Linked DNA regions of Zea mays: all the other regions are linked to region 1. A link is a contact called in public Hi-C data. All regions are on one chromosome and are shown on one strand. The core of a region is the stretch at or near the end of the contact, and the rest is flanking DNA. Distances in the headings are between cores, read along the strand shown.

What was found. A called contact is a pair of places that touch in the nucleus more often than the background predicts.
Region 2: a contact with region 1 is called in a Hi-C map of ear, with 2.9 times the contacts expected there. The contact joins the promoter of LOC100283616 here to the promoter of LOC107275219 in region 1. A contact is called at or near these places in 12 of 25 Hi-C or Micro-C datasets (bundle sheath, ear, endosperm and 4 more) and 1 of 3 datasets of contacts at active chromatin or transcription factors (leaf).
Region 3: a contact with region 1 is called in a Hi-C map of ear, with 2.5 times the contacts expected there. The contact joins the promoter of LOC100281826 here to the promoter of LOC107275219 in region 1. A contact is called at or near these places in 4 of 25 Hi-C or Micro-C datasets (ear, endosperm, leaf and 1 more).

Annotation. Positions count from the first base shown.
Region 1 is chr1:76,608,900-76,612,846 of Zm-B73-REFERENCE-NAM-5.0, forward strand. It overlaps LOC107275219, which reads left to right and starts at 1,901. Exons shown (of 3, transcript NM_001320450.1): 1 at 1,901-2,436; 2 at 2,534-2,635; 3 at 2,728-3,947. The coding sequence starts at 2,090.
Region 2 is chr1:76,378,822-76,382,768 of Zm-B73-REFERENCE-NAM-5.0, forward strand. It overlaps LOC100283616, which reads left to right and starts at 2,132. Exons shown (of 3, transcript NM_001156517.2): 1 at 2,132-2,450; 2 at 3,676-3,947. The coding sequence starts at 3,710.
Region 3 is chr1:76,770,354-76,774,300 of Zm-B73-REFERENCE-NAM-5.0, forward strand. LOC100281826 (transcriptional regulatory protein algP) reads left to right here and starts at 1,646. Exons shown (of 2, transcript NM_001154746.2): 1 at 1,646-2,329; 2 at 2,518-2,856. The coding sequence starts at 1,739. The coding sequence ends at 2,604.

The sequences.
Region 1 (3,947 bases), core at 651-3,150:
GATCTGGATTCTCGAACGTATCTTAATTACATATGCATGAGATGCATTGTTTTGACTCGGATTATATATAATGCGCATCGAAGATGTATCGTCGTCGCGGCAGTGCAGGCACACCGTACCAAGTACCAACACCCCACCAGGCCGGGGGAGAATATCTGCCATCTCCCGCGCGCTTCCGTGCCGTCCGTCCAGCTCCGGCGTACCAGCATGCATGCCGGGCCGCCGATAACCGCAACGTGGGCACATGCGGCCGGCCGGGGGAGCCGCCGGCCGTAGCCCGTATAGCAGAGCTCTCTGCTCATTCACATGGCCAGGCTGCGTAAACCTGAGCTTAATCTTTATCTAACCGCCCACCCAAATAACAATCACACAGCGAATCTAATCTAGCTAACGTCTCCACAATTAATGACGACCCAAACACACACCGCGACGGTCGTCGCGCTAGCTGTGTGTTCTCCTTACTGTGTTTTCTGTGTGGTGTGATGCTCCGTATATATATATGTAGCCGGCGACGCCATGTGAGTGAGGCACAACACTGGCACACTGCACGATACGGCATGACCTGGCTGCCGGCGCCCGTGGAGGAGGTGACCCCGTACCGTACGGGTACGGGTACGGCCACACCGTGGATCGGAAGAGATCATCGAACCGGCCGGCCGGCGGGCACGCGAGCGACGTACGTGCAGCAGCTGCCGGTCTGCCGCCCACCAGTCTCGTGCAAACGTACGATCCTGTTACATGCATGACACTGTCTCGGTGCAGTGGCGGTGCGCTCCCCCAGCTAGCTGATGAATCCCACTCGCCCTGTACTGCAAAAAGGATAGAGAGCAGCAGATCTCTGCCATCCGTTGCCTTTGCCGCGCTAAATACGGCCGGACAAACTAAAGCGCATCGCCGAAAAGGAAAAGCGAAACAGAAATACGTAGTACACGCTAAACAAAAGAACAAAGGCGCGCGGCAGGCAGCAGCGGACAGTGGACACTCCCCCCAGTCCCCACAGTCCCACTGCTCCGGCGCGGGCGGCCTCGGTTCGCAGCGCGCGAAGCAAGGATTATTTGGTGGTCTCTGCGTGTGTGCTGTTGCGATTTGTCCGTGCGGCGGTCTGCTGCTGGCTGCTTCTCGCGTCGACGGGCGGCGGCGGCGAGCTAGGCGGAGTAGTGGAGGACATGTTCCTGTCGACGGCTAGGCTTTTGAGAAACTGCAGACAGCCGGGGCCGGGTCGTGACCGTGGACCGTCGAGAGAGCCGTTTGCACACAATAACGGACCTGCCAAGTGCCATGCCATTCCGCACTGCTGTTTCTCCTCTTCTGGAATATAGAGAGAGTAGAGTACACAGCGCCAGCAGCACAGCCGGAGCCGACTAGCTAGTCATCATGGCCCTACGGATGGGGCTAGCTTCTGCTCCGCTGTACGCCACTCCGCTGCACACTGCGCCTGAACACGTCCCATGTTATCCGGGCGGCACGAGATAAACGCGCAGGAGGCGCGCGGCAGAAGCGAAGAACTAGGCGAGGCGAGCCAGGAGCACAGCGCGCGCACAGGCACAGGCACAGGCACAATGCATGGTCAATGGAAGCCCTTGCCCTCCGCCGCCCGGCCCGCGAACACCTACCTAGGTCTGGGAGGAGATCGCGCGCGCTGCCTGCCTGCCGAGCGCGTGAAGCGCGCCGCATCGCCGGTCGTGGCTCCCGTCCTCCTCCCGGCGGACGCGAGACGCAGCAAGGCCGTGACCTGTCCGGGCCCGACGTGGCCGGGCTTGCCGGGCTGTTGCCCACCTCCCGACGCGACACGGGTCCCCACCCTGCCGCCCCCGGACCCGACACTCCTCGCCGTCACCCCCGTGCCCTCCGCCTCCGCCCCGACTATATAAACCGCCCTCCTCCGCTCCCACCTTCCTCCATCCACACCCATCCTTCCATCCACCATCAGGTCAGGGCATCACACTTCACACAACAACAACAACTCCTCCTCCTCCTCCACCATCAGGGATCGTCTCCACCGCTTGGCTCAACCAACTCCTCTGCTCCTGTTCAATCGACCCCACCTCTCTCGCTCCTATTCCACCGGGATCCCATTTCCATCCGGACGATGGCGGTGATGACCGACATGCCCGCGGCCACGGCGCTGCGCGCGCCGGCGCCGGCCCCGGCGGGCTGCGACGGTCAAAAGGACGCCGAGAAGCTGAGGTTCATCGAGGAGATGACCTCCGACGTCGACGCCGTGCAGGAGCGCGTCCTGGCCGAGATCCTGGCCAGGAACGCCGGGACCGAGTACCTCGCCCGCTGCGGCCTCGCCGGCGCCACGGACCGCGCCGCCTTCCGCGCCAAGGTGCCCGTCGTCACCTACGAGGACCTGCAGCCCGACATCCAGCGCATCGCCAACGGGGACCGCTCGCCCATCCTCTCCGCGCATCCCATCTCCGAGTTCCTCACCAGGTACGCGCATTTTTTTTATTCATTGGGATTTCTGCCTGTGTTAGGTGTTGACGTCGCCTTGTATAATTGGATTCGATCGCTTCCATTCCTAATGAAGCTCTGGGACTTCGGCCGGCGAGCGCAAGCTGATGCCAACTATCAAGGAGGAGCTCGACCGGCGCCAGCTGCTGTACAGCCTCCTTATGCCCGTCATGAACCTGTAATAAGCTCACCATTGCTACTCGTCAGCCAGTAGCGAATTATACTCGCACGGAGGGATGGCATGATGATAATTCGACGTGACACACACAGGTACCTGCCGGGGCTGGACAAGGGCAAGGCGCTCTACTTCCTGTTCGTCAAGTCGGAGACGACGACGCCCGGCGGGCTGACGGCGCGGCCCGTGCTGACGAGCTACTACAAGAGCGAGCACTTCAAGAACCGGCCGTTCGACCCGTACCACGACTACACGAGCCCCACGGCGGCCATCCTGTGCGCCGACGCGTTCCAGAGCATGTACGCGCAGATGGTGTGCGGGCTGTGCCAGCGCCACGACGTGCTCCGCGTGGGCGCCGTCTTCGCGTCGGGCCTGCTGCGCGCCATCCGCTTCCTGCAGCTGCACTGGGAGCAGCTCGCCGACGACATCGAGTCCGGGTCGCTGACCCCGCGCGTGGCCGACCCGTCCGTCCGGGACGCCGTCGCGCGCGTGCTCCGCGGGGACCCGGAGCTGGCGCGCTTCGTCCGCGCCGAGTGCTCCCGCGGCGACTGGGCGGGCATCGTCACCCGCGTGTGGCCCAACACCCGGTACCTGGACGTGATCGTCACCGGCGCGATGCAGCAGTACATCCCCACCCTGGAGTACTACAGCGGCGGCCTCCCCATGGCGTGCACAATGTACGCCTCCTCCGAGTGCTACTTCGGGCTGAACCTCCGGCCCATGTGCCGCCCGTCGGAGGTGTGCTACACCATCATGCCCAACATGGGCTACTTCGAGTTCCTCCCCGTGGACGAGGCGAGCGGCGTGGCCCCCGGCGACGCGGCGCAGCTGGTGGACCTGGCCCGCGTGGAGGCCGGGCGCGAGTACGAGCTGGTGATCACCACGTACGCGGGGCTGTACCGGTACCGCGTCGGCGACATCCTGCGCGTGGCCGGCTTCCACAACGCGGCGCCGCAGTTCCGGTTCGTGCGCCGCAAGAACGTGCTGCTGTCCATCGAGTCCGACAAGACCGACGAGGCGGAGCTGCAGCGCGCCGTGGACCGCGCGTCGGCGCTGCTCCGCGCGCGCTGCGGCGGCGGCGCGGCGGTGGTGGAGTACACGAGCCACGCCTGCACCCGCAGCATCCCGGGCCACTACGTCATCTACTGGGAGCTGCTGGCCACCACCAAGGCCAGCAAGCAGGGGGCGGCGCAGGCCGTGGCGGGCGACGTGCTGGAGCGCTGCTGCCTGGAGATGGAGGAGGCGCTCAACTCGGTGTATCGACAGAGCCGCGTGGCGGACGGATCCATCGGGCCGCTGGAGATCCGGGTGGTCC
Region 2 (3,947 bases), core at 882-3,381, 230 kb before region 1:
TTAACAAAATATAGAGTTTGACTCCAAGATATATTAAATTATATGTGTGATTTGAAATTATGAGCTATGCTTATATGACTTAGAACAACTTACATCTAGCAATAAAAAATAACGCTACTTCTTTAAAGCACGAGTTTTGTACGTCATATGTCATACGTTATGCGTGGAGCGCATAGTGTAGATTTGTTTTTCGTCCGCACGTTTGGTCTAACAACCAGACCCTTACGTCCTAGATGGGCCGTGAGAAAACACCAAAGCCCAATATAACATGAAGCCACACGTAGCGTAGCACTTCTAGATAGTACCATCTCACTAACTGAAGGAGGACGAACGACCAAGCGAGCTATAAAAAGAGGCATGTATCATTTTTAACTCATACCTTTCTCGATCTTTTGGTTAAGATAAAGTACAATATTTGTTGTTAAATATATGTTATGTACTATATGTTCACTTTAATTTTAAATTTATTTTCGGTAAGGAGGGTGCACTTTAACTTTAAATTTATTTTTTGTGGAAAGAGTCTATCATCAATATAATTGTTGTACCCAACACTTGAGCATTGTACTATTCTCTACTATACTTAAAGCACCAGTTTCAACGGTCGTCCTGCGTCATATTTTTACAAAAAAAGACCTATATTTTTTTCCAAATCAATTCAGCGTAAAATGTTAAAAATCGGTGAAGGAGGTGAGGTTTTAACCCACACACTGATGGAAAAGGGTGGGATACAATGGACAAAGCTGTCTAACCAGTAGAACACTATGCTCAAATATTTATAATATTGAATATAAATTGTATATATGTATATATGATTTTTTGTAAAACAAAAAAATAATTGTATCGGGCCGGGCTAGCACTACGGGCCGAGGTTACGGCCTAAGCACCGCACGACGCTCGTGACGGGTTGGCCCAGACACTATTAAATGGGTCGTACCTTGGGACGGCTCGCCAGACATGGCCCATTTGGCCATCTATACATCCGCACGATAATGACGATCCTCGCCTCAGTTGCCACCACCTGTTCGCCATTCTACTTCTTTTCTCTCTCCCCTCATGCCTTCACCTCCGCGCCACCCCATTCTCGGCAGAGGGCGTAGGAGCAGGTGTTTCCTCCCCGTATTCGTCCGACACCAGCCCCGACACTGACTTGCGCAGTGGCTATTGCATGTCCACGAGGATGTTTCACATCATACACACACCATCGTTTTCGCCGTCGTCGGACGTCCCGTTCGTCTTCCTGGCCTTCGTCCTGTTCTTCCTCCCCAACCTGCTGCCCCCGCCCACGGTCGCAGTCGCGAGCCGACCGATGATCATCGACGCGGGTACGGGGCGAGTTGGTCATGCTCCTAACCTTTTTCCGTGTGTGTCGTCGAGGAGGATATGGTGGCGCCTGCCACACTTAGGTTATCTTGGCGACGAGGAGTCCAGGTCTGAGATATTGGACAACTAAGTTCCGTAGCGTGGCAGCAATCGACATATGCTACAGAGTTGGTGGTGGTGTTGTGTCACTTCGGCGGATTCAGGGCTGACAAGATACTCGCATTCTCTCGCCCTTCTCGAACTGACGCCTGGTGCGGGTACCTCTCGGTTTGGAGCTGCTCCGGCTTGGCTTCTTTCTCCGCTTGCGTGCTCTCTCCCTATATATCTAGCAGTATACTACCTTTGTCGCCTCTAGATGCCCAGGTCTTTGTCGTGTCCTTCTCCGGCAATAAACAGGTATGCCCGCCTCTTCCTTTCCACTCGTGCTCTACGAAACCTTGGAAGTGGGGAAGGCGAGAGATATGGGGGTTTCTAATTTGCTGCCTATGGTACATGTGCGTTAATAAAAAACATTATGCGAAGAACGGAGACAATTAATAAAAAATCTTGAGATCTTTTTGGTGGATAATTTACATGATTATTTTGTGAGCCGTCGAAACGCATAGTTAACCAACTAGTATTTATTAATGGAGTTCTATTTAGCGAACGCATTTGCTAAGTATAGAATTCAATATTGTGTTGTATTTCATTCGTTATAGCCCACCAGTAGGAAAAAAAGGTCCTTAGGCCTGTTTGATTGTGCCTTCACTGGAGCTGCGTGGCCCAGATAACAATCCCAGGCGACAAATTTTGGGTTTCTGGGAGGCCACCCGACACCCTTCCTCTCGTCGCCCACGGCCCACCTCACAGTCACGGACGCCTTCGCGGTGAGCCGCGACGGCTCCCTAACGTAAACGCCGGCGGCGCGCGCGGAAAGCTGCACGGCAGCACGGGCGCGGCCTCGTCTCCGCGCCTGGGCTGCAAGGGCGGCGGCTCGGCGCGGTGGGAGGCGGGGGGCGGCCATCCGGTCAGGTCCAGCCCAGGACTCCAGGTGACCAGGTCGGCAGGTCCGCGCTCCGCAACGGTTCTGGCGTTCTGCGGCTGAGTACAGACGACAGAGGAATTGGGGATTTACATTAGCGATTTACAAGGTGCGTTGTTCACTTGTTCTGTTGTTTATGCAGATGCAATTTGCAACTAGAAGTTTAGAACCTATAGATTCGTTTTTTCCCCTTCTGTGGGAGTGGGAATACCCAAGGTTAAAATCCTGGCTCTGCACTGTGTGCTCTGTGCCCTTGTCTGTATGATAAATGAATTTGGAGACAAGGACAAGTGTTCAGTGCACGAGCTATGTGAGGAATGCGTTCAACTCGTAGACATTTGCTGTCTATTTAGGAAATTATAGTTGAACAATAGATTTGGACACTACTAAAGTGGAACGGATTTGGCTCTGACTGGTTCATTAAATATAATATAGTACGTGCATTCTGTTCTTCCCTTTATTACTTTATATAATTCGGTTCGTGTGTTCAGAGGTTTTGGAAACTATAATGCCTAAGTACATCAAGTTCTACTTATAATCTAGTGGCTAGATTTTTCATTACAGTTAATATGCCTTATACCATTGATCCAGTGAACTAGTCGAATGCTGTTTATTTCCCTTTTTGTGTACCTCGAATATATGATCTGTGTATTGGGCTGTTTCATAAACATGTAGCTGATAGCACTAATATTTGATTGATATCTGTGTTAAATTACTGTGTATCTAAAATCACTCATCATTCTAAAAATAAGGCCATGGCAGAATGAGTGTGGATGTACACTGGCTCCCTCTAATGATTTGATAGAAAACACTGGTTGGTTGGTTTTGCAATTAGTTTGTCTAGGCCAAAACCCAATCAGCTCCATGAGCTGAGGTTGAATGTGTGGAAGAATAGCCGTGGGCAGCATGGGCCTAACTTCTTTGATTGGTTCACAAAACAAGTAATGTTTCTGCATACTCTTAATTTCGCGTTAACTTAATGTAGCAATCTGAATACTCCTAAAGCAACCTGTCATTACTGCTATGAACTTTTCAGTGCTTGCAGATTTCTTGATAAAATGATGCTTCAAATATCATTTGGTTTTTGCAACATGGTGACCAGCTAACGGGGTTTTGATGTAAATGGGTATAGATTTTGTTCAGAGGAGCATTAGAGACTGAAATATAGGCTAACCATGGTTAATAGCGGTGTTTGTGTACTTTGTATTGATGAAAACGACATGAGTTTCCACTACAACCAGCTCCTCCCCACTGCCATAGCAACTTGAAGTCTGAAATCTGAATGTGTATATAAACACTAAAATTCATATCCATTATCATTTATTCATGTGCAGGCAACTTGGAAGACAAGCAGGGTTTCATCCCGCAATGTCAGCTCCCAACAGCGATAGCAACATGCAGCAGCTAGTCCCTATAGCACCACCAGGAAAGGCTTCTGGTGGTGACAGTGAGAAGGGGCTGGTTGTGGTGGATCTTGCAGGTAAGAGATCAGGAGGTGTAAAACTACGAGAGGATGAGGAAGACCTGGAGGTGAAGCTCAGGCGCATCATGGAGAATGTCCCTGTGCGTGTCAGTAACACATCAGGGTCCTCTGCTGGCTCTGGCT
Region 3 (3,947 bases), core at 396-2,895, 160 kb after region 1:
CCAAACCTCTAAAACTAATAGTTAGTACCTAAAATTAGGTGAGAGGTTTAAAACGAATCAACTAATAGACTAACTAATTTTTAGTTGAACCTCTCAAACCGATATTGGTTGTTAGCTGCTCCATCCTAGCTAACAACTTATTAGTGGACTAATAATTAGCTCTATAAGTTATGAATAGAGTCTAAACCTCTAAAGTTATAGTTAGTAACTAAAATTATCTGAGCGATCTAGAACGGGCGGCGACAAGATGGCCAAGATACACCAACTAATTGTTAGCCTCTCAAACAACTATTAATGGTTAGCCGCTTTATCTCAGCTAAAATTATGGTGTTATTTGGTTCATATATTTGTAATATGAACGATAACGTTAAACCATGTTTAAACTTGTTACCATTGGTAATTCAGTGTGAATCATTACCGTTGTCATTTACGTTACATTTCGTGAACCAAACGACATCTATAACTTATTATTAGATTAGGTGTAGAAGTCCGGACCTTAGGCATGAAACACTAATACTATATTTCGAATATGCTCTAAAGCTTAGCCCAATGTTGACGACGACACAAAAGGATGACAATGCGTTCAATCAAGCCACGTCGTTGACGTACACGCCGTTATGCGGGGTTGTATGCGTCGACAATCTTGGTAACAAAGGTCCTTTGTGGACGTGAGTGTTGTGCGTTATATTGGGCATATTGCCGTATCGTCGTCGTCGTGGCTACTCGGTCTAGTGTAGACGGCACAAGTCTAAAAATACCTTGGGTGTCAGGCTGTCCGCAGCGGGCGACTGCATGCCCGCGCTACCCGACTTAGCGTAAAAAAAATGCTGCAGCGCAGGACTCTACCCGATACTGCATGCTCTGCGTTACGCCATTTCTAGCGCTCTCTCTCACCTACGCCAAACAGAGGCAGTGCAGCTGCAGCAGCAGAGGTCCACAATCGCTATGAAGTGCACGCAAGCACAGTAGAAAAAATAATATAATATGTGGTAGTTGGTATAGGGTTGGAATATAAAGTAAACATGAGTGCGGAGGATTCTGGTATAGAGTAAAGAATTTTGCTGACCAGGATAGAATATTCTTTTTAGGGTAGAAATTTAGAGTAGTATGAGTGCCTACTCCCACGGTCCTACGTACGCGAACCACACCGACAGGCGAGTACGCGTACACTTGTGCAACAGCCTCCTGGATGCGACACCGTACCCGTCTCAGAAACCACCACACCAAGCGGCAATTACCAGCTGCGATCCATTCCTGGCAAGTGACGTTGATCGGCAGCACGGTGACGTGACGAAGGAAGGAAGGAAGGAAGCACACGCGGCAACGGCTCCGCGAGCCTGACGGACGCATGGAGCGGGCTCGGGCGCTCGGCGTGGCACACAGCCTGCTGGCCTTGCCGTCATTATTTCTTCGCGCAAACCCCGCCGACACTACGCAGCAACGGCTCCCGACACCACCGTACCGAGGCCTTGCCGTGACCTGACCTGACTGCCTCCGCTCCGCGCGCACCTACCGCCCCAACGGCACGCTGCGACCCTGCGACCCTGCGACGTCCGTCCGCCGGCCGGGCCCGTCGCGCTAGCGTAGCGCTCCTTCTCCTTCGAGTGTCCGCCTATTTAACCCGCCCGCCACGCCTCGCCGTGCCACTTCGATTCGCTCCCACGCACACACACTCCTGCCTGCGGTTGCCACTCGCGTAGCACCAGACAGCGGCAGCAGCACGCGCGCGACGTTCGCAATGGCGGCGCGGGCAACCGTCGTCCTCTGCGCCGCGTTCCTCGTCCTGCTCTCCGCCACCAGCTCCCTCGCGCAGTCCCCCGCGGCCGCGCCGGCTAAGGCGCCGCCCAAGTCCTCCTCCAAGGCCACGCCGGCCGCCGCGCCCGCGCCCAAGTCCTCCTCCAAGGCCAGCCCATTGGCGCCGGCCGCCGCGCCAACCACCCCGGCACCCGCGGCGGCGCCGGCCACGCCAAAGCCCAAGGCCCCCGCGCCCGCGCCCGCCACCAAGGCCGCAGCCCCGGCCCCGGCTACCCCTGCTCCCGTCGCCACTCCCCCCGCGGCGACGCCTCCCGCCGCCGAGGCGCCCGTGCCCGCCGCGGCGCCGGCCCCCGAGACCAAGCCCGTCGAGGCCCCCGCCCCCGCCCCCGCGCCGGCCAAGAAGAAGAAGCCGTCGTCCCCCTCCTCCAAGGACAAGAAGAAGAAGAAGGGCGCGTCCGCCCCTGCCCCGGCCGCCGACGCCCCCGTCGCCAAGAAGCCCAGAACCGCCGACGCGCCCACGTCCGCAGCCGAGGCTCCCGGGCCCAGCGGCGACGCCGCCGCTGCCGACACCGCGGTACGCTTGCTCGCCACATTTTACAGTACTACCGTTCCTCGACCTCAATTACATTGATGTGGTGTGGCGAACATAAATTACCCTGCTCTTCTGTTTATCAGCTGTGGCAGGGAGAGAAAAAAGAACGGTTTACTGACTTGCTTAACGCTGTGAAATGAAAAAAAAAACTGTTTGTGTTTCCCGTGCAGAGGGCCGCAGCGAGGAGGACACCGGCGGGCGTGATCGCGTCGTCGGCCGTCGCGGTGCTGCTGGGTGCGGCGGCCCTGCTCGCCTAGATAAGATCCCCGGATGCCACCATCACAGGATTTGATGCCCTTTTCCTGCTTTTACTTTTTCTTTCGCTATTTTGTGGAAAAAAGGGGTTTTCTTCTGTGTAGTAGAGTAGTACCGTAGCAGTAGACTAGTAGGGCGGATGATTTCTTCTGCTTCCAGAGATGATACGAGAGAGAGAGTGGTTAGAGTAGAGAGGGGACTGCCCGTGTAATGTTCAGATTTATCTACATATTTATATATCCCTGTTATAGCTCCGTTCCCGCGTAACTTACACATCGTTTATTACTTGCGAAAACATGTCAGTGCACATTAGTCTCTTGTGCACGTATATTGCACAACAACTAACAAAGTTCATAAAAAAATTCATACATATTCTCATCCAATTATATAAAAAATTTTAAATTCAAATTCATATTATATAAAGAGTAATAAAGAAGATAAAATTTCTGATAAGTTTAAATTAGAAAATCGTCTAAAATATTCTCTATTTTAGTATAATGAATTTGAACTTGCACTTTTGTATATAATTAGAGTAGGGTAGAAATGTATGAAACATTTTTAGAACTTTTTATGTGCAACCTATGTGCGCAAAAAGCTCATGTGCACCGAATATGTTCCTGTTGAGCACCAAAAGTGGCGGATGATCCGACCCTTGGGGCCTATACAGTCCGCGTGCCCCGCAATTAGATTAACTCGGGTGTTTATCCTTATTTTGTGCGTGGTTATCCATCTAATCACGTGGGAGTTGTTGGCCTCTAGGAATAGACCCAGACCTCCTCCCCTATAAATATAAAGGGGTACGGTCGATTGAGAACCCCCGAACACATTTCAATCGAACCAATTACTTTATTTACATTTCCTGCTCTAGGAGTATAGCCTTCTGCATAACCACCTCCACCCCTATTCGACTCTACGTCGTCTAGATCCGTCCTGGGGTGGTCTGTCGACCCCCAGACGACCCTATGATCTTTACCCCTCCTGAGGGGCAAGATCTACTTCGTCTACTTCAATCAAGATCTATTCCTCGAATTGATCTCTTAATTTTTAGGCGACTCTACGTCGTCCGGAGACGCTCCGGGTGACCTGCTGACCCGGAGCACCATAAAGTCTCTCCCCCAGGGGACGAGATCTAGGTCATACGAGGAGAAGAAGATGACCCTGCACCATCGTGGACCGTCCGGTCCAGAGTTCGGACCGTCTGGACTGCGCGCAGGGAAGGCGCCGCTTCTGCCGCCAGGTTACGGACCGTCTGGCCCAGAGCCGTGGACTGTCCATGCCCCCGCAGCGAGCACTGCCAGACGACTGGGCAACCCATCGCAGACCACCGCCATTGTTCACCTCGCGG